Linked DNA regions of Ovis aries: region 2 is linked to region 1. A link is a contact called in public Hi-C data. All regions are on one chromosome and are shown on one strand. The core of a region is the stretch at or near the end of the contact, and the rest is flanking DNA. Distances in the headings are between cores, read along the strand shown. Region 1 holds the start of SEC62 (SEC62 homolog, preprotein translocation factor). Region 2 holds the start of MYNN (myoneurin).

Region 1 (5,425 bases), core at 749-3,248:
ATCTTATTTTATAAAAGAATAGGCATCAAGATGCCACTATTCACCTTATTACGTACATACTATGGAAAACAGATAATTTTTTAATGATATATGTTCAACATAACATTAAGTGAAAAAGGCATATTATGCAATATGATCTCAATTGGAGGAAAGGGAGAAATATATAAGTACACACAAAGTATAAATACTAGAAAAAAATAAACTAAAATGATAACAGATTTTTGAGTGGTAGCATTAGGGATTTTTATTTCCTTCACCTTGCTTTTCTACATTTTTCCAATTTTCTACTATTTAAAATGCTTTAAAACCTCCGTTAAAGTCACGAGAATTTCTATCTAGAAACACTTACTAGCAATTTAAGCCCATTCTCTTTATCTGGGCAACTCTAAAATAACAATGATGACACCACCCTTACAGAAGAAAGCAAAGAAGAAATAAAGAGCCTCTTGATGAAAGTGAAAAAGCTGACTTAAAACTCAACATTCAGAAAACTAAGGTCATGGCATCCGGTCCCATCATTTCATGGCAAACAGAAGGGGAAACAATGGAAACAGTGACAGACTTTATTTTTGAGGGGGCTCCAAAATCACTGCAGATGGTGACTGCAGCCATGAAATTAAAAGACGCTTACTCCTCGGAAGAAAAGCTATGACCAACCTAGACAGCATACTCAACAGCAGAGACATTACTTTGCCAACAAAGATCCGTCTAGTCAAAGCTATGGTTTTTTCAGTAGTCATGTATGAATGTGCGAGTTGGACTACAAAGAAAACTGAGCATCGAAGAATTGATGCTTTTGAACTGTGGTGTTGGAGAAGACTCTTGAGAGTCCCTTGGACTGCAAGGAGATCCGACCAGTCCATCCTAAAGGAAATCAGTCCTGCATATTCATTGGAAGGACTGGATGCTGAAGCTGAAACTCCAATACTTTGGCCACCTCATATGAAGAACTGACTCATTGGAAAAGACCCTTATGCTGGGAAAGCTTGAAGGCAAGAGGAGAAGGGGAGGACAGAGGATGAGATGGTTGGACGGCATCACTGACTGGATGGACATGAATTTGAGTAAGCTCCAGGAGTGGGTGATAGACAGGGAAGCCTGGCCTGCTGCAGTCCATGGGGTCGCAAAGAGTCAGACACGACTGAGCGACTGAACTCACTCACTCAAAATAACAATAGTTATAACTAGTCTCCCAGGTACCCTGCGATCTTCTTAATTTCAACTTCTTAGATGTTCTCTATTTATCTTATTAGTTCCTCGTACCTCCCTGAGTTCTGACTCTTGGATTCTAAAAGAGCGTTTTGAGAAGCAACGTGGAAAATGGAATGCGGAATCCAAAGTTTGTGTCAGATGAGCCCAACTACTCTCTACATTGTATGGGGAAAGATAATTGGGCTTCAGTCTAGGATGTGCCATTTACTAACCATGGAGCCTTAGATAAACCAGTTCATATCGCTGCACCTCCGCTGTCTCAGTTTTCCCACCTTCAAAATGGGAGTAGAATTTACAAATGGGGTATGGATAGGGCAGGGCTCACTAGCGAAAAAGGAAGTATCACAGTCGAAGACTGTCTAGAATTCCATCCACTGCTATGCTATGTCACTTCAGTCGTGTCCGAATTCCACAGGTCCCAGTAAATCCTAGGGGAAAAGCTCCACCCCAAACCGACTGACTCCGAGGGGTGGGGCCCCGGAATCTGTATTTTAACAGCTTTCCAGGTGAGTCAGATGTCTAGTGAAGAGGACTCTTTCCAGTCCTCCAGCTCTTTGATCCACTTATTAACTTCCTTCTGGTCCCAGCGATTTCCAGTTCCCGCAAAAAAAGGAGCCGAAGAAAGAGGGGAGAAAAAGTATATCCAGGGTCGGAGCGGCCGATACCGGTCACTCACCAGCTTCCTTCCTCCCCCGGCGCCAGCCGCCAGGTTACATAACGGGTCCCGCGGCGCGCTCTCGCGAGGTTTCCACCGCCCCCCGCCTCGGTCCACGTCAGAGGGAACCGGGCGGAGCGGCCAACATGGCGGAACGCAGGCGACACAAGAAGCGGATTCAGGTAGCAAAGCAGAGCCCTTGGGTAGGGGGCTTTAGGGCGCTCGGAAGTGAAAGATGCTGGGAAAACTCCTGGGAAGGGCGAGCGAAATCGAGGACGAGGTGGGGTGGGGTTCCACCGCGAGGCCGCAGGTTGGGGGCTGCGTCGTTGTGAGGGGCCTGAGGAAGGGCGGCGTTGGAGACGGCGGAGGTGCTGGGGCTGCAGCGGAAGGCAGCAGGAGCTGAGCTCGGAATCGGCCGTGGAGGCGCGGCCGTCAGTTCAAGGTTCCGGTGGAGGCGCCGGCCTGGGCCTGTGCTGGGAGGTCAGCGCCCTCCGAGCACAGACATCGACCCTCTCGAGCTCCTCCCCTCCCTTCTCCACCCCATCTTTTCGCCTTAGCTGTCCCGAAATTGAGGCCACGGTAACTAGGGTAGAACGTGGAGGACTGACCTAAAGCTACCCGTTCTTTGTGCGCGGATAGAAGGACCGTAGGAGGTGGGAGTGAGCGGGATTTGGTCAGCTGTCCCGAGGCCCAGGCGGCGAACTGCGTATCCAGGTGTTCGTTTGCTAGTACCCTCCTTTCTCCTTTTTATTATGAACGTAAGCGTCCAGTTGAAGCTTTGTGGCTTTCTTTCAGCGACACAGTGTAAATAAACAAAACTCTCAACCAGCGGGTACTGCAATGAGCGGGTCGCGCCCAGGAACGTTTGACATGGCAGTGTGTCATCCTCATAACCTACATAGCATCCCTCCCTCATTCCACAGGCCTGTCATCTGTGTATTTCTTCCCTACAATTTTCCCCTGTTGTTCATGCTCTCTGCTGAGAGGATTAAACATGTGGAACATCTTAGACTCAGGATGTGTGTCTGCTTGTTAGTTTATGTGCCTAGAAACCTTCATATGTCATCATAAATTGGGCATGTTGTAAATTGTTAATATGCTAATCACAAATTGTTACACTCATTTTCTTTCTGTTCCTTACTATTTCATTGCTTAGAATGACTTTCTGTCTGATGTTTTATTTCCCTGTTTTAAAAAAGTTTATCACTTACACCATGGGTGATTTAGGTATGCAAGTTAAAATTATCCTTAAAAGTCTGAAGTACTAGGGGAAAAAAAAGATGTGATCAGTAAATCTGGAATTTTGGAATTGGGAAGAAATAAGAAAGTAGTTTCAAATAGAGTACAGAAGGGGACCAAAATGAGACAAATCCTGCCCCCTCCCCCAAGTTCAGACAAGTCATAAAACCAAGGCTTAAGTTTATTGTGAAAGAAGTTTATAATTATACTATTCCTAGTCTTTCAAAATTTAATGTTATTGGTCAGTTGTGGATACATAATATTTTTATTAGAATTTGTATTGAAGTTGTCAAATTAATACTTACTGAATTTCTTATATTTACACATATGGTACATTTTATGGCCCTAAATAAACTTTTTTTTAAATTTCAACTGTTCTTTACTGTGGTCACAAAGGTGATCTTAATTTACTTTGAATAGCTGCTCTATTTCAATTGTGATCTTATATTAAGCAAAAAGATTAAAAACTGGTATAGCAGTGGTAGTGACTGGGAGCTAAAACTTGAGCCATATTGTGCCTGTTTGTACCCCAGTGTCAGTAATTATTAGATGTGTAACTTTGGTCAAATTACTTAGCTTTTTTCCTCTATTTCCAAATCCATAAGAAGGAATATTTACCTTGAAAAGAGATCCTCTTTGGGTTGTGGTGGAAAAAATACATGAGTGGATGACTTGTTATTAAAGGTTATAAAAGCTGTGAAAATAGTATTTGGTACATAACTCTCTTATTCCACCTCCCTGAGGATGAAGGGTTTAGGATAACTTTTTTTGGTTTTTGCTAAGCACTCTGATATGCTGAAGAAAGATTAACAGTTACCTATTCAGTAAATAAACCTTTGAGTTGTGAGTGCCTTAAAAAATTTTTTACTTACTATTGTTTAATTGTGGATTAGCAAAGTATGTGAGGATCTGATTGTTAAAAATCAAGTTGTTATACTGCTAAGTGAAAATAAATGACATTTCTCAAATCCTCCAACTTTTCTGTATAGCTGTGCTGTGTGGAAGGAATGTTATAGAGCTCTTGGGCATGCTACTTGGAGTACTACTATGCAGTCTCAGCAGATTAATAAAAATATACAGTAGCTTATCAATCTCCCTTTTTTTTCCCTCAAAGAATCAGAAACTGTAATATTGGCATTACTTTAGACAAAAAGATCAAATGTAGTGGCCATGTTTACAGTTGAAGTTACAGAAAAAATCCTATTGTAAGACTTTTTAAGACAAAAAGTTCTGTAATATCAACTCGATTTCCTGTTGTTTATTACTTGATATTTCATGTTTACAAAAGATTTCTACATATAATAGAATTAGGGACCTTGAATTGTAATTTGTATGTTGGGGGAAAGGATTGCTACATGTAAGTTCGGGGTTTTAAAAAGTAGTTAATCTGTATGCTTTTTCTAGGATAGACTAATTTTAGATTTCTGGTATTCCATCAAAGTTGGAAGCAAGAGGACTATTTCGTCACATTTCCTTCTTGGACTCACTTTACTGGCCACTGAAAACCAAAAGTGAGCTATGTGTTCATTGACATTACATTGGGAAGTTTTCTTGTTTGAGATTCCCAAGTGAAAGGTATCTCAATTCAAATTAATAAAATATTTGAAAACAAATAATTGTTACTTTTCTAAGATATGCAACCATGTAAGTTCAAGAACGTACAATAAATGCTTATAGGTTAACAAAGTGCTGTTTACTAGAAAGGTTAGCTTAAAATCCTAGTACCATCAAATTTCAGAGTTGAAAAGGATTTTCAAATTGGGTTTTTTGGAAGCCTCAGTAGTCACTACTATACTAGCATTATCCCTCATCCTTTAAGCTACTATGTGACTTTAAGCAAATGATTTATCTAAGATCTCCTCTGGCTTTCAGATTTTAACTTGAAACCTATTTGCATTTTCACGGATATTTTACACTGCTTGTGAAAGTGTTTGTCGCTCAGTCGTGTCTGACTATGTGACCCCATGGGCTGTATGTAGCCCACCAGGTTCCTCTGTCCATGGCATTCTCCAGACAGAAATACTGGAGTAGGTAGCCCTTCTCCAAGGGATCTTCCTGATCTAGGGATGGAACCCTGGTCTCCCACATAGCAGGCAAATTCTTTACCATCTGAGACAATACTGCTTGTATAAAAATACAAATGGACAATTGGTGCCCTAATCTATTTCCTTTGCTCAGTTTATTCAACAAGCTTATTTATTACCTAAAGCCTCTTGATGAAAGTGAAAGAGGAGAGTGAAAAAGTTGGCTTAAAGCTCAACATTCAGAAAACAAAGATCATGGCATCCGGTCCCATCACTTCATGGCAGATAGATTGGG
Region 2 (5,784 bases), core at 3,041-5,540, 180 kb before region 1:
ATCTCTTCAAGAAAATTAGAGATACCAAGGAAACATTTCATGCAAAGATGGGCTCAATAAAGGACAGAAATGGTATGGACCTAACAGAAGCAGAAGATATTAAGAAGAGGTGGCAAGAATACACAGAAGAACTGTACAAAAAAGATCTTCATGACCCAGATAATCATGATGGTGGGATCACTAATCTAGAGCCAGACATCTTGGAATGTGAAGTCAAGTGGGCCTTAGAAAGCATCACTACGAACAAAGCTAGTGGAGGTGATGGAATGCCAGTTGAGCTGTTTCAAATCCTGAAAGATGATGCTGTGAAAGTGCTGCACTCAATATGTCAGCAAATTTGGAAAACTCAGCGGTGGCCACAGCACTGGAAAAGGTCAGTTTTCATTCCAATTCCAAAAGAAAGGCAATGCCAAAGAATGCTCAAACTACCACACAATTGTACTCATCTCACATGCTAGTAAAGTAATGCTCAAAATTCTCCAAGCCAGGCTTCAGCAGTACATGAGCTGTGAACTTCCTGATGTTCAAGCTGGTTTTAGAAAAGGCAGAGGAACCAGAGATCAAATCGCCAACATCCGCTGGATCATGGAAAAAGCAACAGAGTTCCAGAGAAACATCTATTTCTGCTTTATTGACTATCAAAGTGTTTGACTGTGTGGATCACAAGAAACTGTGGAAAATTCTGAAAGAGATGGGAATACCAGACCACCTGACCTGCCTCTTGAGAAATCTGTATGCAGGTCAGGAAGCAACAGTTAGAACTGGACATGGAAAAACAGACTGGTTGCAAACAGGAAAAGGAGTGTGTCAAGGCTGTACATTGTCACCCTGCTTATTTAACTTATATGCAGAGTACATCATGAGAAATGCTGGACTGGAAAAAACACAACCTGGAATCAAGATTGCTGGGAGTAATATCAATAACCTCAGATATGCAGATGACACCACCCTTATGGCAGAAAGTGAAGAGGAACTAAAAAGCCTCTTGATGAAAGTGAAAGTGGAGAGTGAAAAAGTTGGCCTAAAGCTGAACATTCAGAAAACGAAGATCATGGCATCTGGTCCCATCACTTCATGGGAAATAGTTTGGGAAGCAGTGGAAACAGTGTCAGAGTTTATTTTGGGGGGCTCCAAAATCACTGCAGATGGTGATTGCAGCCATGAAATTAAAAGACACTTACTCCTTGGAAGAAAAGTTATGACCAATCTAGACAACATGTTCAAAAGCAGAGACATTACTTTGCCGACTAAGGTCCGTCTAGTCAAGGCTATGGTTTTTCCTGTGATCGTGTATGGATGTGAGAGTTGGACTGTGAAGAAGGCTGAGCGCCAAAGAATTGATGCTTTTGAACTGTGGTGTTGGAGAAGACTTGAGGGTCCCTTGGACTGCAAGGAGATCCAACCAGTCCATTCTGAAGGAGATCAACCCTGGGATTTCTTTGGAAGGAATGATGCTAAAGCTGAAACTCCAGTACTTTGGCCACCTCATGCAAAGAGTTGACTCATTGGAAAAGACTCTGATGCTGGGAGGGATTGGGGGCAGGAGAAGGGGACGACAGAGGATGGGATGGCTGGATGGCATCACTGACTCCATGGACATGAGTGAGTGAACTCTGGGAGTTGGTGATGGACAGGGAGGCCTGGTGTGCTGCGATTCATGGGGTCGCAAAGAGTCAGATACGACTAAACGACTGAACTGCACTGAACTGATAGAAGATTTTAAAACTAAGTACTCTCTAAAACTAGTGCAGAAGCAAGGAAGGAAATTCAAAACCAAACTACACATCCTTCCACCAGAGGCTGAAAGCGTCGCTTTCTCTCTAAAAGCTAAGTTCAGGGCTAGGGAGTTTGATGCCCCCCCCCCCCCCCCCCCCCCCCCGCCCCTGCGTGAGCGAGGACTCCAGGATCCAAGTGCAGTAGCCTCTTCCTAGCCAGCCCAAGCCCCGAAACACACCCAAGACACTCAGCAACAAAGAAGCTAATACACTTCTTTTCCATAGAAGAAAGTAAAGCTCAAAGAAGGGCCAACTAACGGATGCTCAGTTTCTAACTAGGGGCTTTGAAAACAATGTACGTAAATTCCAACTTTTGAAATGGTAGCACTATTTAACTGGACTTACGGTTATTTTCCGTTGGGGTTTCTTTGTTCTTTTGTTAAAAGTTACGGCTAGCTTTGTGAACTGCATGGTACAGCAGAGCTATGAAGAACTATGAGGGAGTTTCTCAAGCCCTTTTTACAGAGAGGTTTCCGTAGTGTAGTGGTTATCACGTTCGCCTAACACGCGAAAGGTCCCCGGTTCGAAACCGGGCGGAAACAGTTTTCATTTCTTTTTTAACAGGAGCCTGTGATTTCCCCTTTTCTCATTTCTTTTAACAAGAGACTGTGATCCTTCTTTTCTTACCCTTTTAAAAAGCAAAATTCTGATGAATATTTGCAGTACCTTGGGAATTTGAATTTTCTACGTGGAGTTTATTTGACAAATATTCTTATTAATGGCTTGCACGTGGAAGAAGGGTTCCAGAGTTTAAACAACTGTTTTTAAATTCAATTCACAACCTGATACTGAAAAACTAATGTACAGCCTAGTAAGAGTAATTAAACGCAGGGTAAAAACTGGTAATCCCTGTCACCTCAGCACTCTTTGTATTACAAGTCATTCGGTTTTCCATTAGTTTTCCCATTGAGATTGTTGATTTTTCTAAATGCCAGAGACCATGTTTTGCGGTCTTTCATATACTTCCTGTTTGACACCTAGTATAGACTCACAGCTATCCCTCAATTAATAAATTACGAAAAATGATTCCGACAAAAATAAATAATCAGAAAATTTCTCAGAGACAAGACGAAATCAAGAAAGAACCAGCCTCATTTTTTTCCCTTATAAACCTAACGGTTGTGGGACTTCCCCCCCCCCAACCCCCCCACCATAAACATGGTTCTTACCGAGTCGAAATAATTTACTAAGAGAGCAAACAAAATCTGGTTGTAAAACAAATCTCGAGAAAAAAAAAGAATAAATTCAAGTTTACAATGTTCTTTAAAATAAAGTCGTGAGCAAATTTCCCATGGTCCTGACACAACTTTTAACAAGGAAAAAAAAAAAAGCTGAAGTTTTGGGTTTCCTTAGATTTTTTGATGTCCGCGAGTAGCATGAAAGAACTCACCCTAACATATCAGCACGTACCGTTTGTACGTCTTTTTAAATCACGGAGATAACCTTTCCGTCACTGTGGTTGACCGCGTGCTCAGTCCTGTCTCTTTCCTACCCCATGGACTGTATGTAGCCGGCCAAGCTTCCCTCACTGTACAAAAATCTGCATAGAATGCAAATAATTGTATTAAATGTTTTCTAGTCTACAGGCCCACTCTCCAGTATCCCGTGGGTGGAGGAGCCCGGTAGGCTGCAGTCCATAAGTCGCCAAGAGTCTGACAGGACTGAGCGACTTCACTTTCACTTTTCACTTTCACGCACTGGAGAAGGAAATGGCAACACACTTCAGTGTTCTTGCCTGGAGAATTCCAGGGACGGGGGAGCCTGGTGGGCTGCTGTCTATGGGGTCGCACAGGGTCGGACACGACTGAAGCGACTTAGCAGCAACAGCAGCAGTAGTCCACAAGCAGAACCTTTTCCGGTATAAAGCCCACCTTTCCTCAAGCGCATGCCCAGTGTGCCCTACTGCTTTGCGCCGCTTTCTTGCATCTCAGACTTCTATCACCAGGTAAGGGTATCCTGGATACTGGGCTCCAGTTGGCTGATGCAAACAAGACTCATAGTTTCCCAAGAGCTTTCCGGCAGTACCTAAAATAAAAAGGGGTGATCAGTCTCAGCTACAAAATTCCCATGGCCGAGAGCCGGAGTACACAAGATAGCTATTCCCACTCGTGGGCCTCAAGGAAGTGGAGGATAATGGGAGAAGACGAGCAACTAACTATAAACCCCAGCATACAATGCACAATTTGGCTCCTGGAAAGCAGCCCGCAGGGCAGCGCGGCTCAGCCTCCGCGCAAAACGCAGGCCGAGCGCGAGATGCTGACTATCTAGAATGCTCAAGGTGAGGACAACAGGCTTGGTTCCGTAAGAGAGCCCTTAGTCTCCTAGCCAAGACTCTCCCTGTTTCCGGGTGTTCCCGGTGTGCGAAGTAGCGGGGTCTCTATGTACCAGCCTGCTACTCTCAGGCTGCTGTTGGACCTCCAGGGTCTTAGAGCCTACTGCGTACACGCGGATCGCCCGGAGCCGGATGTGACGTCATCGTGGAGGAAGCAGGGAAAAGGCGGAGCGTGGCGTGGTGACGTCCTTCCAAGATGGCGGAGAGCGACTGAAGAAACTGTGTTCCCCCTCGGGTTTCTATAGGTGAGTTCTATTTTTGCCCCCAGGCTGCTATTCCCGCTCTCTCCAGACCTTGGGGCATTGGAGGGCAGGCTCCGTGGAGTTCGCATTCAGGCCGGAGTGAAGGTGTTAGGGTGGAAAGCTAGGGCGAGGCAGCCCCGATGTTGGCCTTGGCCACAACCTCTGCCGTGGGAATTGGGGGAGTGGGAGCCGGGCTAAGGGCAGGAAGGCGGAAGTCGGGAGAGACCGGCTTTTACTGTCACTTTCCCTTGCGGCCTCCAGTAGACCGGGGTGGTGGTAGGGAGGAGCGTGGCCTCCTCGGGGCGGGTGACCAGATCTTTGAAAACTTTTGGCCCTTGTGCTGGTTCTCCGCCCCCTCCGGCACCCGCCTTTCATTTAAGCTACTGTATGCTCTGCGGAAGGTAACGGGTTTCGGCAATTTGAGAGCAGTTTTACACTTAGTCGAAAGGCAGAGAGGCAGTTGATAAAATTTTAACGAATTCCTACCATGTCCTTTGACCATTTGTCCCAAGGAATCATTTCTTAGTGGTTTATTAATTTTTTTTGTTGTTTTTTCGTAATTTACATGTGCCCACTGAGCTTGAAACTGAAGGTTCAACTGATGATCAGTTCACTTCAGTTCAGTCGCTCAGTCGTGTCCGACTCTGTGATGTAGAAGTGTGAAATTTTGCGGTGCTTTTTTTTGTTTCACTTTGTGGAAATGTTTTCACACATCGTCATTTGTTGACGTGTCCAAAGGTTTGTGTTAGTTGACCAAGATGAAATAAAAACTAGGAAGGATTTTTGTCCCTTCGGCATTTTTATCCGTATTTGCTTGGTAAGAATTTTCTGGGGACGTAAAATGAGAACAGGCTTTGTTCTTGTTTGGATTCTATGTCTCTTTATTCACCAATGGCTTGGGAGAAAAGTTTGATGAAAATTTAGTGGTGCTGATTTACTCTCTCTCTTGTTTTTTTAGAACAAGGATAGAATTCGATTCCGATATCAAAATGCAGTATTCGCACCACTGTGAGCACCTTTTAGAGAGACTGAACAAACAACGGGAAGCAGGTTTTCTTTGTGACTGCACCATAGTCATTGGGGAATTCCAGTTTAAAGCTCACAGGAATGTGCTTGCCTCGTTTAGTGAATATTTTGGTGCAATCTACAGGAGCACTTCTGAGAACAATGTCTTTCTTGATCAGAGTCAGGTGAAGGCTGATGGATTTCAGAAACTGTTGGAGTTTATATACACAGGAACTTTAAATCTTGACAGGTAAGGTACCTATGTTATTTCTTTCCACTTACAAAAGCTGGTCAATAGTCTTGAGCTAAAGCAGATTAGTATTTTTTCCATTCAGTCCCTGAACTCTCAGTCTTCAAATACTGATGTGCCCAGTGTTGTTTTTAATAAAGAGGTCAATATCACTGGTTTGCAGTAAACAGACTACATTTC

Evidence for each region. Hi-C and Micro-C count contacts between places; a contact is called where the count stands out from the background.
Region 2: a contact with region 1 is called in a Hi-C map of hypothalamus, with 5 times the contacts expected there. The contact joins the promoter of MYNN here to the promoter of SEC62 in region 1. A contact is called at or near these places in 8 of 16 Hi-C or Micro-C datasets (blood, hypothalamus, liver and 4 more).

What each region holds. Positions count from the first base shown.
Region 1 is chr1:218,084,639-218,090,063 of ARS-UI_Ramb_v3.0, reverse strand. SEC62 (SEC62 homolog, preprotein translocation factor) reads left to right here and starts at 1,998. Exons shown (of 8, transcript XM_004003175.6): 1 at 1,998-2,049. The coding sequence starts at 2,014. LOC132657239 (a long non-coding RNA gene) reads right to left here and starts at 1,928. Exons shown (of 5, transcript XR_009595105.1): 1 at 1-1,928.
Region 2 is chr1:218,269,553-218,275,336 of ARS-UI_Ramb_v3.0, reverse strand. It overlaps MYNN (myoneurin), which reads left to right and starts at 4,290. Exons shown (of 8, transcript XR_009595106.1): 1 at 4,290-4,352; 2 at 5,308-5,604. LOC132657246 (a long non-coding RNA gene) reads right to left here and starts at 4,243. Exons shown (of 2, transcript XR_009595111.1): 1 at 4,161-4,243; 2 at 2,450-3,800. It overlaps TRNAV-AAC (transfer RNA valine (anticodon AAC)), which reads left to right and starts at 2,245; the gene lies at 2,245-2,317.